Linked DNA regions of Sus scrofa: region 2 is linked to region 1. A link is a contact called in public HiChIP or PLAC-seq data. All regions are on one chromosome and are shown on one strand. Each heading gives the region's core, a stretch centred on a gene start, on an enhancer-like site or on the middle of the called end of the contact. The rest is flanking DNA. Distances are from core to core; before and after follow the strand shown. Region 1 overlaps PFAS (phosphoribosylformylglycinamidine synthase). Region 2 overlaps MYH10 (myosin-10).

Evidence for each region. HiChIP or PLAC-seq counts read pairs in DNA pulled down with a chosen protein or histone mark.
Region 2: a contact with region 1 is called in an H3K27ac HiChIP or PLAC-seq map of alveolar macrophages. The contact joins two enhancer-like sites. A contact is called at or near these places in 4 of 47 Hi-C or Micro-C datasets (epiblast stem cells, retroperitoneal adipose tissue, skeletal muscle and 1 more) and 1 of 2 datasets of contacts at active chromatin or transcription factors (alveolar macrophages).

What each region holds. Positions count from the first base shown.
Region 1 is chr12:53,473,659-53,478,848 of Sscrofa11.1, forward strand. PFAS (phosphoribosylformylglycinamidine synthase) reads left to right here. Exons shown (of 33, transcript XM_003358276.4): 32 at 86-409; 33 at 488-3,596. The coding sequence ends at 798. Among named protein-coding and RNA genes, the nearest start is that of RANGRF, 9.0 kb to the right of the region's middle. Within about 2 kb of position 2,688, at least 10 of the 83 cell types and tissues checked have an H3K27ac peak or open chromatin away from gene starts, as enhancers often do. A contact at or near this core is called in alveolar macrophages and retroperitoneal adipose tissue, where this site is marked.
Region 2 is chr12:53,663,233-53,667,956 of Sscrofa11.1, forward strand. It overlaps MYH10 (myosin-10), which reads right to left. Exons shown (of 44, transcript XM_021067863.1): 28 at 4,496-4,708; 29 at 3,668-3,812; 30 at 2,470-2,676; 31 at 789-893. Among named protein-coding and RNA genes, the nearest start is that of NDEL1, 64 kb to the left of the region's middle. Within about 2 kb of position 2,124, at least 9 of the 83 cell types and tissues checked have an H3K27ac peak or open chromatin away from gene starts, as enhancers often do. A contact at or near this core is called in alveolar macrophages and retroperitoneal adipose tissue, where this site is marked.

The sequences.
Region 1 (5,190 bases), core at 1,438-3,937:
GGGAATGTGACAGGACGTGCTGGCACGAAAGGGCAGCCATCCGCCTCTTTCTGGTTCTCACCCCAGCCTCTCTGTTCCCTCCTAGGGTGGGCAGCTGCCGTGACCTTTAACCCACGGGCCGGGGCTGAGCTGAGGCGCTTCCGGGAGCGGCCAGACACCTTCAGCCTGGGCGTGTGTAACGGCTGCCAGCTGCTGGCTCTGCTGGGCTGGGTGGGAGGCAGTCCCGGGGAGGAGGCAGCAGAGAGGGGCCAGGATTCCTGGCCAGCCCGGCCCGGCCTCCTGCTGCGCCACAACCTGTCGGGGCGTTATGAGTCACGCTGGGCCAGCGTGCGTGTGGGACCCGGGCCAGCCCTGATGCTGCGAGGGATGGAGGGCGCCGTGCTGCCCGTGTGGAGCGCTCACGGGGAAGGTCAGGCTCCGGGAAGGCGGGGGGGGGAGGGGGGCCAATGAAGGAGCTTTGCCCTCACGCCCCCCCCTTCCATCCCAGGTTACATGGCATTTTCCTCTCCGGAACTCCAAGCCCAGATCGAGGCCAGGGGCTTGGCTCCGCTGCACTGGGCAGACGATGATGGGAACCCCACAGAACAGTACCCCCTGAATCCCAACGGGTCCCCAGGGGGCGTGGCTGGCGTCTGCTCCCCTGACGGCCGCCACCTGGCTCTCATGCCGCACCCTGAGCGGTCTGTGCGGCCTTGGCAGTGGGCATGGCGGCCTCCTCCCTTTGACACGCTGGCCACCTCGCCCTGGCTCCAGCTCTTCGTTAATGCCCGAAAGTGGACCCAGGAAGGAGGCTGCTGAGCAGGCCAGGAGGCCGCCCTGGGCCCCATGGTTTGTGCCTGGGGTGACTGCTCCCCTCTCACGCATTCCCTTTAGAAATACCTCATATTCTTTCCAACTGTGTTTTGGAGGGACAGGGACCAAAATCCCAAAAAAAGCCTCAGCTCATTTTACTAATCTGCCTGTCATTGCCTTACGCTATTGGACCTGTTTTCAGTTCTACTCTGACATGTTTTGTTCTTTGTGGGCCCGGGAAGCCCACATGGGCTGTGAGGGTTTCAGAGAAAAGAGCCTGCAGCAGAAAGTTAGGATGCAGGGGGGGACGGGGTTCCACGGCGCCCCCCTCACTGTACCACGTCACTCGTGTCACTTATCTGAGCTGTCACGTATGGCCCCCTTCCCCATCACCGGGGTTTAGGGGATGGGGGTGTACAAAACCATGCAAGTCAGGTCCGCAGCGTTCTCATCTGAAAACCAGCAGCAGCTTTCTGGATGCTTCTTTTTAAATGCTGCACAGTGCTGAGCATAACCAATCGTTGGCAGCTTCTCTGACAGGGTCTCCCTCTGTGCCATAGGGCTGCCCTGCTGCTGGCCTCTGAACTCAATTTTCCTGACTTTTTGACTTTGAATGTAGCAGATCGCTTCCTGACAGCAGTGGTCAGCACCCTGATGCCTCACACCGAGTAGTATTCATTCATTCATTCATTCATTCCTTCCTTTAACATTTGATTGATGATTCACCACGGTGCCAAGCACTCTCACTGCTGCCAGGGAGTTTATGATCTAATAAGATTATTTTTTCTTTCTTTTTTTTTCTTTTTCTTTTTTGCTTTTTATGGCCATACCTGTGGCATATGGAGGTTCCCAGGCTAGGGGTCTAATGGGAGCTACAGCTGCCGGCCTACACCACAGCCACAGCAATGCCAGATCCGAGCCACATCTGCAACATACATCACAGCTCACAGCAACACTGGATCAGCTGTGGCTCAGGTTCAGTCCTTGGTCCAGAAACTTCCATATGCTGCAGGTGTGGCTATAAAAAAATAAACATGATATAAATAAAAATTAAAACAAATCCTAAGAGTTCAGTAAGGTTCTTGATAGCGTCACTCCATCCCCGCCCCACCCCCTATTTTTTTTTTTAACAAAAGAAGAACTAAGAGCTAAATAAATTGCCCGGGGTCACACAGCAAAGGGCAGAGCCAGAAGGCCATGTCCAGTGATGCAACATCTGCTTCCCACCACTCTGCTGTCACATTTCCGGGAGGAGGCGTCAGGGATTCTTGCCGACAGCTGTTCTTGCTTCCTTTGCTCAGAAGAGTGTGTGTAGAGGCCACTTCCTTATGACTGTGTTTTGTAGCTCAAGTCGGCTTGCCCCTAAATAACATCTTTTTTTTTTTTTTTTTTTTTTTTGTCTTTTGATTTCTTGGCCACTCCCGGGAATATGGAGATTCCCAGGCTAGGGGTTGAATCGGAGCTGTAGCCACCAGCCTATGCCAGGGCCACAGCAACGTGGGATCCGAGCCGCGTCTGCAACCTACACCACAGCTCACGGCAATGCCGGATCATTAACCCACTGAGCAAGGGCAGGGATCGAACCCACAACCTCATGGTTCCCAGTCGGATTCGTTAACCACTGCGCCACGACGGGAACTCCTCAACATCTTGATTAAAGAAGTTTCCCTGAGAATGGAGCCTGGAATCTCAGATTCCCAAGGGCTTTGGGCCTGCAGGGAAGGGGGAGGCTGAGAACATGGGCTCTTGGTAGAGAAGCCTAAGAGAAGATTGTCGAAAATCACCACTTGAGGTCTGTTTTTCCTTATTGCTTTGCAAACGGACCTATCCAGAGCAGGGTGGGGCTAGTAGGAGTCATTTCTGGCTTTTGATTTTTTGGCCACATCCTCCGCATGTGGAGGTTCCCCAGCAGATCAAAGCAGAACCACAGCAGTGACAACTTCAAATCCTTAACCCATTTCATCACCAGGGAACTCCCATTTTCAGCATTTGAATGTATTTGCTGATGCTGGGAAACCGTATAAATATTGTAAATAATCTCAAATGCACAGTTTTGGAGGCTAATACCAAGGCTTGGATGTCAAGTTGACGAGCACTTGATGCAAAACTAGAAGTGAGGGAGGGGGTAGACAGGCCTTGGGCTGAGAACAGCTGGGACCTGTCAGGCTGAGTAAATTGGGCCTTGCTTCTCTAGAAGCAAGTTAATGGCAGGAGCTGAGCTCTGCTGGAGTATAAAAGTAAGATGAAGGTATTCCTGTTGTGGCTCAGTGGGAACCAACCTAACTAGTACCCATGAGGATGAGGGTTCACTCCCTGGCCTTGCTCAGTGGGTTAAGTACCCAGTGTTGCTATGAGCTGTGGTATAGTTTGCAGACGTGGTTCGGATCTGGTATGGCTGTGGTGTAGGCTGACAGCTGTAGCTCCTATTCGACCCCTAGTGCCTAAAAATAAATTAAAAAAAAAAAAGATGACTGCTTCAATCAATCACTCCTGCGGTCAAGGAGACCCCCCCCCCATTACACATGTGCAGAGTCAAAAAGGAAGGGGGCACCAGGCCATCTCAGAACCTTTTGCTCTGGAATCCGTCTTTGCCAAAAGATGGGCACGCATATCGGGGAGGGCCCTGGGTCCAGCCAGAACTGTCTCACCTCTCTGATGTGCTCCTCATTCAGGGGTACACCCAAGCCCTGCTCCTTTGGGGTGTGGATTACTGCTCTGCTTCTGTCTTAGATAAATAGACTACTCTCTGTGCTCTCCCACGTCGTACTGTGTCTCTAACAATAAAGTTTATACCTGTTTTTGCAGTCTTTGCCTCCTTAAAACATTCTTACTTTCAACAGGGGCCAAGAATCAGCAATTCTACTTTTAGCTCTATTAATCTAGTGGCTAGGATTCCTGGTTTTCATCCAGGCTGCCCAGGTTCAAGTCCTGAGCAGAGAATTAAGATCTTACTTCAAGCCATCCCTCACTGCTCTCCGAGATCAGAAGGATGGTGGAGGAGTTCCTGTTGTGGCTCAGCGGTAACAAACCCAACTAGTATCCATGAAGACACGGTTTGACCCCTGGCCCCACTCAGTGGGTTAAGGATCTGGCGTGGCTGTGAGCTGTGGTGTAGGTTGCAGACGCTGTGGCAGTGGTGTAAGCCATCAGCTGTATCTCTGATTCAGCCCCTAGCCTGGGAACTTCCATAAGCTGTGGGTTTGGCCCTAAAAAACAAAAAAAAAAAAAAAAAAAAAGGATAATGGAGGTCCCTGGTGGCTCAGTGGGTGAGAGATCTGCCATCGTTGTCACTGTAGTGGCTCAGGTCGCCGCTGTGATACAGGATTTGATCCTGGTCCTGGAATTTTTGCATGCCAGTGGGTGCAGCCTCTCCTCCCAAAAAACAAAGCAGAAGAATGGTAACTGAGGTAACTTGCTGATTGGCTATCATGGGTAAATTCATGCATTTTGGAGATGGAGTGGTTTCTAGTTTAGATCACTCTGGCCAAGCAAGAAGTACCCTCGGACACTGCCAAGACCAAGTCAGCTCAGCTTCTCATCCCTGTTTATTTTTGTTGTCTTTTCGTCTTTTCTAGGGCTGCAAGGCAGGATCCTTAACCCACTGAGCAAGGCCAGGGATTGAACCTGCCACCTCATGGTTCCTAGTCGGATTTGTTAACCACTAAGCCATGACGGGAACTCCTCCCATTCCTGTTTTCATTCCGTAGCTACACAACCCTGTCCTTGCTGGTTCCTGACCCAGCTCTTAGCTCCCTCCCCATCCCTCCGAAACTTTGCAGGCTAGCTGTTCTTTGCCTCTCTGCCTTCACGGGAAATCACCTGCTGTGAAATCTATTCACAGCCTCAGGCAAGGGAGTTGGGGGTTGGCTCCTCTCTGAACCACTCCCAGATTCTTCTCCACTCCACTCCCTTTGAAGAAAATCTTGCCATTCTAGCTTCCTGCCGTTCTGTACCACCTTCACCCTCCTCTGTGTTCTGCTGACTCCCCCCGCCTCACTCCCCGTGGAAGGGGATACTAGTTGTTCCTCAATATCTGATTTCCCTTTCTAGAAATGCAATAAGAGCCTCCAGGATTTTAGCAGAGGTTGTGGCTGCTCAAAATAAAGATGACATCTAGTTGCCCTTCAGCTGTGACTAAATTCTGATTGACAGAAGAGAAAATGAGGTACAGAATGTGCAAGTGTTCTTAAAAGAAGGGGTGCATGCTTCTCGTCACCCATTCTTGCTTCCAGCTATCTGGAATGAAGATGTGATAGCTGGAACTCAAGCACCATATTGGTCCATGAGGTAGCCTTTAGGAATTGTCACCATGCAGAGCAGAGTAACAAGATAAAAAGGAGACTGGGTCTCTTGACATTGAGGAGTACGTGTGCGTTCCAGACAGGCTGTCACTGGATG
Region 2 (4,724 bases), core at 874-3,373, 190 kb after region 1:
GAGAACAGACTTGTGGTTGCCAAGGGGGAGGTGGGAAGGAGTGGGCTGGACAGGGAGTTTGGGGTTAGTTGATGCAAACCATTCCATTTAGAATGGATGAGACAACGAGGTCCTGCTGTACAGCACAGGGAACTCTATACCCAGTCTCCTGGGACAGACCATGATGGAAAATAACGCATTAAAAAAATATGTAGGTATGACTGAGCCGCTTTGTTGTATGGCAGAAATGGGCAGGACACTGTCGATCAACTATAGTAAATGATAAAAAATTTATAAAAACCCACATACGACCATTTAATAAGTGCCCTTAATATAACAGGGCTTTAAACTCCTTTGTAAGCAGCATCCTCTCCCCCTCAGAGTCCCCCGGCACGGCCCTGACCAGGAACCTGCGAGCCTCCCTTTCCTGCATCTCTGGCATCTTCTCACTTCGGAATCCCCTCCTGTTTCTCTTAGCTCAGGGTGATGAAATGTCAACTATAACAAAACAACCTCATTCACAGTGGGCAGCAATGCAAGTGTGTACAGTGGGACCACCCCTGGGACCCACACCCCAGGCAGAGCCCATCATGCTGGAAGACCTGCCTCCCAGACCCAGGACCCCAGGGCCCTGAAAGACGAGCTCAGGGGACAGCTTCTGGGTGTGCAGGCTGGTTACAGTGCAAGGCGGTTGAGAGCAGAGGCACAGAAAGAGGTGTTAAGGAGGCCTTTCTGGGACCAACAAGCTTCCCCGGCTTACAGATCACATAAAGGGCAGAGTCAGCATCGCAGCCCCTCCCTCTGGGTACCTGGGTGTCCTGGAGCTGAGACTCAAGACTAGCTGCATCCTTAGCAAACTTAATCCCCTTCTTCTCTGCTTCTTCTAGAAGAGTTGAGACGTTATCCAGTTCATTCTGTGAGGAGGAATAAAGGGTCAGACTCACTTTAACAGGCAGATAGGAACAAGTTGGGGTTCTGGACCCTAAACACCCACCAAGGGCAGGGAGGGGTCGATCCCAAACCGCCAGCCTCAGCTAAGGCAGACTCACCCCCGGGAGTCCTCTGCCCTCAGCAGTGCCCAGCACGCAGTGTGCCCAACACGCAGGCTCGGACATCGAGCACTATACTGGCAGAGCCCCCCCCCCCCCCCGAGGGGGTTCTCCTCCCTCTGGTTTGCTGTCTTGTTTTTTATCATGAACAGACAAAAATGACACCGAATCCTCTGAAAGAGTGACTGCTGTCCTGTGTGAGGAGGCTCCGTAATTAGGAGGGGGTTTATTTTCATCCTTTTTCCCACCAAGATGCATTAATCACATGTAGGTGGCAGAAGTAAAATTCCCATTCTTAGAGCTTGAAGACTTTATCACAGACGCGAGTTAGTTTAAATGTTAACATGGCCCGAAGGCTTCTTTTTCCTTTTTAAGGCTGCACCTGTGGGATATAGAAGTTGTATATCTAGAGGCCAGGGGTTGAATCTGAGCTGTAGCTGCTGGCCTACACCACAGCCACAGCTACGTGGGATCAAAGCCACGTCTGTGACCTACAGCACAGCTCACGCCAATGCCGGATCCTTAACCCACTGAGCAAGGCCAGTGATCGAACCCGCGTCCTCATGGTTCCCAGTTGGATTTGTTTCTGCTGATCCACGACGGGAAGTTATTCTTAAACTTAAAAAACCCGGAAGTTATTTATTTATTTGCTTTTTTAAGGCGCACCCTGGGGCATATGGAGGTTCCCAGGCTAGGGGTCGAATCGGAGCCACAGCTGCCGGCCTACACCACAGCTCACGGCAATGCCAGATCCTTAACCCACCAGCGAGGCCAGGGATTGAAACCGAAACCTCACGGTTCCTAGTCAGATTCGTTTCCACTGAACCACGATGGGAACTCCCCAAAGTTATTTTTAAACTTAAAAAAAACCTCTTCCCCCCTTTTAGGGAAGATCTTCTATGTGGTTATTTATTTTTTAGCCGAAAAAGGTTTATTGCAGGGGCATGTAAGGAAAACGGGTGGCTTGTGACCCCCACAAACCCTGAAATCCCGTTTCTGTGGGGATGGTGGCTCTCAGAAGAGACAGAGGCTGCCCTTTGCTCTGGTCTGTCGTCTCGTCACGTCAGCACAGGGAAGGCAAACAGAAGACGTCTCGGTTCATGTCAGTCAAGCTAATGACACTTCCATTTTTCCGCTTTTCAGCGACACCCTTCAGAGAGCCTGTGCTTCACCCGCCTTGGCCGCAGTGGGTGGGGTGGGCCCTGGGCTCAGCGGAGCCCTGCTGCCCTCATGTCCAGCGCCACAACCGGCCAGGCGAGTCCCGGAGGGCGCGGGCTTCTCTGAGCCTCACGTCCTACTGAGCAGACCCACCTGGGGCCATGAGAGCCTCAGGTGCGGGGACCACACCCAAGGAGCCTACTGTGCGCCTGGGGCAGCCGAATGTCGGGCTCCCCCACCCCAACATGGCAGGCAGCAGCCAGTAACAGTTTGCCAGGCCTACCTGTAGCTTATTTGCTTTCTCAGCCAGTTCGACCCTGAGTCTGTCTCCTTCTGAGACCTTGGCGTGGAGCTCCTGGACCTGGGCATCCAGCTTCTTCCTCTTGTGCTCGGACTCGGCCTTGACCTGCTGCAGCACCTTCACCTCACACGCCAGCTCCTTGTTGTCAGTCTCCAGGCCCTGTTTGTTCTTCTCCAGGTTCGCTTTGAACTGGGGGGAGAGGACACAGGGTTGGCTGGGGTTTGAGAACACGCCCGAAGGCGCTGCTTCACCCCTGGAGCCAGTGCTGGGCACGGCTTGAATGAAAGCATGTGCTCTCCGCCCACCCGCGAGGATTCCCACGCGAGGAGCCCCCGGCCACGCGGCTGATCCAGGTACGGGGGCGGCCACCCTCGGCCTTGTCAGTGCAGCCGGGGCCACGGGCCGAGCGCTTCTGTCCCAAGACCAGTCCTTCGGTCACGTCATCCTTGCGTAGAACAAGCTCTGTCGATGTAAACCTTTCTTTTCTTCCTCTTATTTTTTTTTAGGGCTGCATCTGTGGCAGTTCCCAGGGAAGAGGTAGAATAGGAGCTGCAGCTGCCAGCCTAGGCTACAGTGACAGCCACGCCAGATCCCAGCCCGGTCTGCCACTTACACCGCAGCTCCCGGCTGGATCCTTAACCCACTGAGTGGGGCCAGGGATCGAACCTGCATCCTTATGGATCCTGGCTGGGTTCTTAACCCGCTGAGCTGCTATGGGAACTCCAGTGTAAACATTTCTTACCAAGGAGCTGAGGCTCCTGTTGCTGGGGTGACATTAACACGGGGACAACGTGTGACTAACAGTAGGGGGGAGGGGGCGTGAGCAGCACCGTAGGCCGGTGGGAGGGTGACCACCACAGGCTGGGTCTCCGTGGGGACGTCCTCAGATGACAAGGATGGAGGACAGGCTTTCAAGGTGATGTGGTGGGGCGGGGTGGGGGGTCGCGCCGTGGGGCTCTGGCTAAACATCCTCACGCCACTGGGCCTCAGTGTGCCCCCCTCGGAGGGAGACGGAGAGGGAGCCCACAGGAGTGGGACGCAGGGTAAGCCCATGCCCAGGCACTGGGCACAGGACCTGACATGTGCTCAGGGGCAGGTCATCCGTGTCCCACTGCTGCCCTGAGTGAGCAGGGGCCGCGGACAGGCGGCGAGGGGATGGGGACAGCAGAGCAGAGCCCACCCTCTTGGCCTGTTCCAGCTGCTCCGAGAGCTCCTCCAGGGCCGCCGCGTGCCGCTGCCTCATGTCCTGGATCTGAGCCTCGTGGTTCTTGGTTTCCTCTTCGAGAGCCTTCTTCAGCTCTGCCACTTCCTGTTCACGTTTTGTCCTAGAGAAACAGAGTGTTGGGGAAAGGAGCTCAGCATGAGTTGCACGGCGACATGTGTATTACAAGGGCTGCTTCTGTTTGAAAGGTCACATCGATCTCTTGCCAACAGGCTGGCGCGTCCCTTATGTGATACCGAGGAACCTTCTCAGCCGGCACCCCTCCTGTTCCTTGTGCCGTCAGTGTAATGTCCCTTGGGGTCCTCGGATGTCTAGGGACAGTCTGGCGGTGCTGGCGGCCAGGCACTGGTTAACGCCAGACGCTAAGAGACCTGCCACGGCACCGGCGGACACTTCAGTCAAACTGGGGAAGGGGGTGTCTGCGGAGGTCTCCTTCCTCCGTTCGTCTCACCCCGAGGCCCAAAGAGACTTAAACCTGTGAGTCTGATAAGCAGGACGTCGCTTGCTGAGAACTGTTATTTTACGCTAATCACGTGATACACACCACGGGGAGGAACCAACGCAGAGGCGGGGGTGGGGGTGAGGGGTCTGAGTCCTTCGAGGGGCGCAGGGTCCACGCAGTAATGCCTCTGGCTGTGCCCCCCCGCCCCCGTGCTTTCCAGCCACTGCTATTTTGCTGCTGGTCCAGCAGCCATGGTTTCCCGGAGGGCGAGAGGATGCTCCAAGTGACAACGCGAAGAGCACCAGCCTCTCCCAGGAGGACGCGCGCCTCCGCCCCCCGCTCACCGCAGTTCCTGCTGAGCCGCCGTGGTGTCCAGCGTGTCCTCCAGCTCTGTCTTCAGAGCCTCCAGCTCCTCGCTCAAGTCCCTCTTCTGCTTTTCCGCCTTGTTCCGCGACGCCTTCTCGGATTCAAAGTCTTCCTGAAGCTCAGCGATCTGGGCTTGCAGCTCCCGCACGACCTTCAGTGCGTTGTTCTTGTGCAGCGTCTCGTCGTCACCCCTGCGGGGACAGCCGG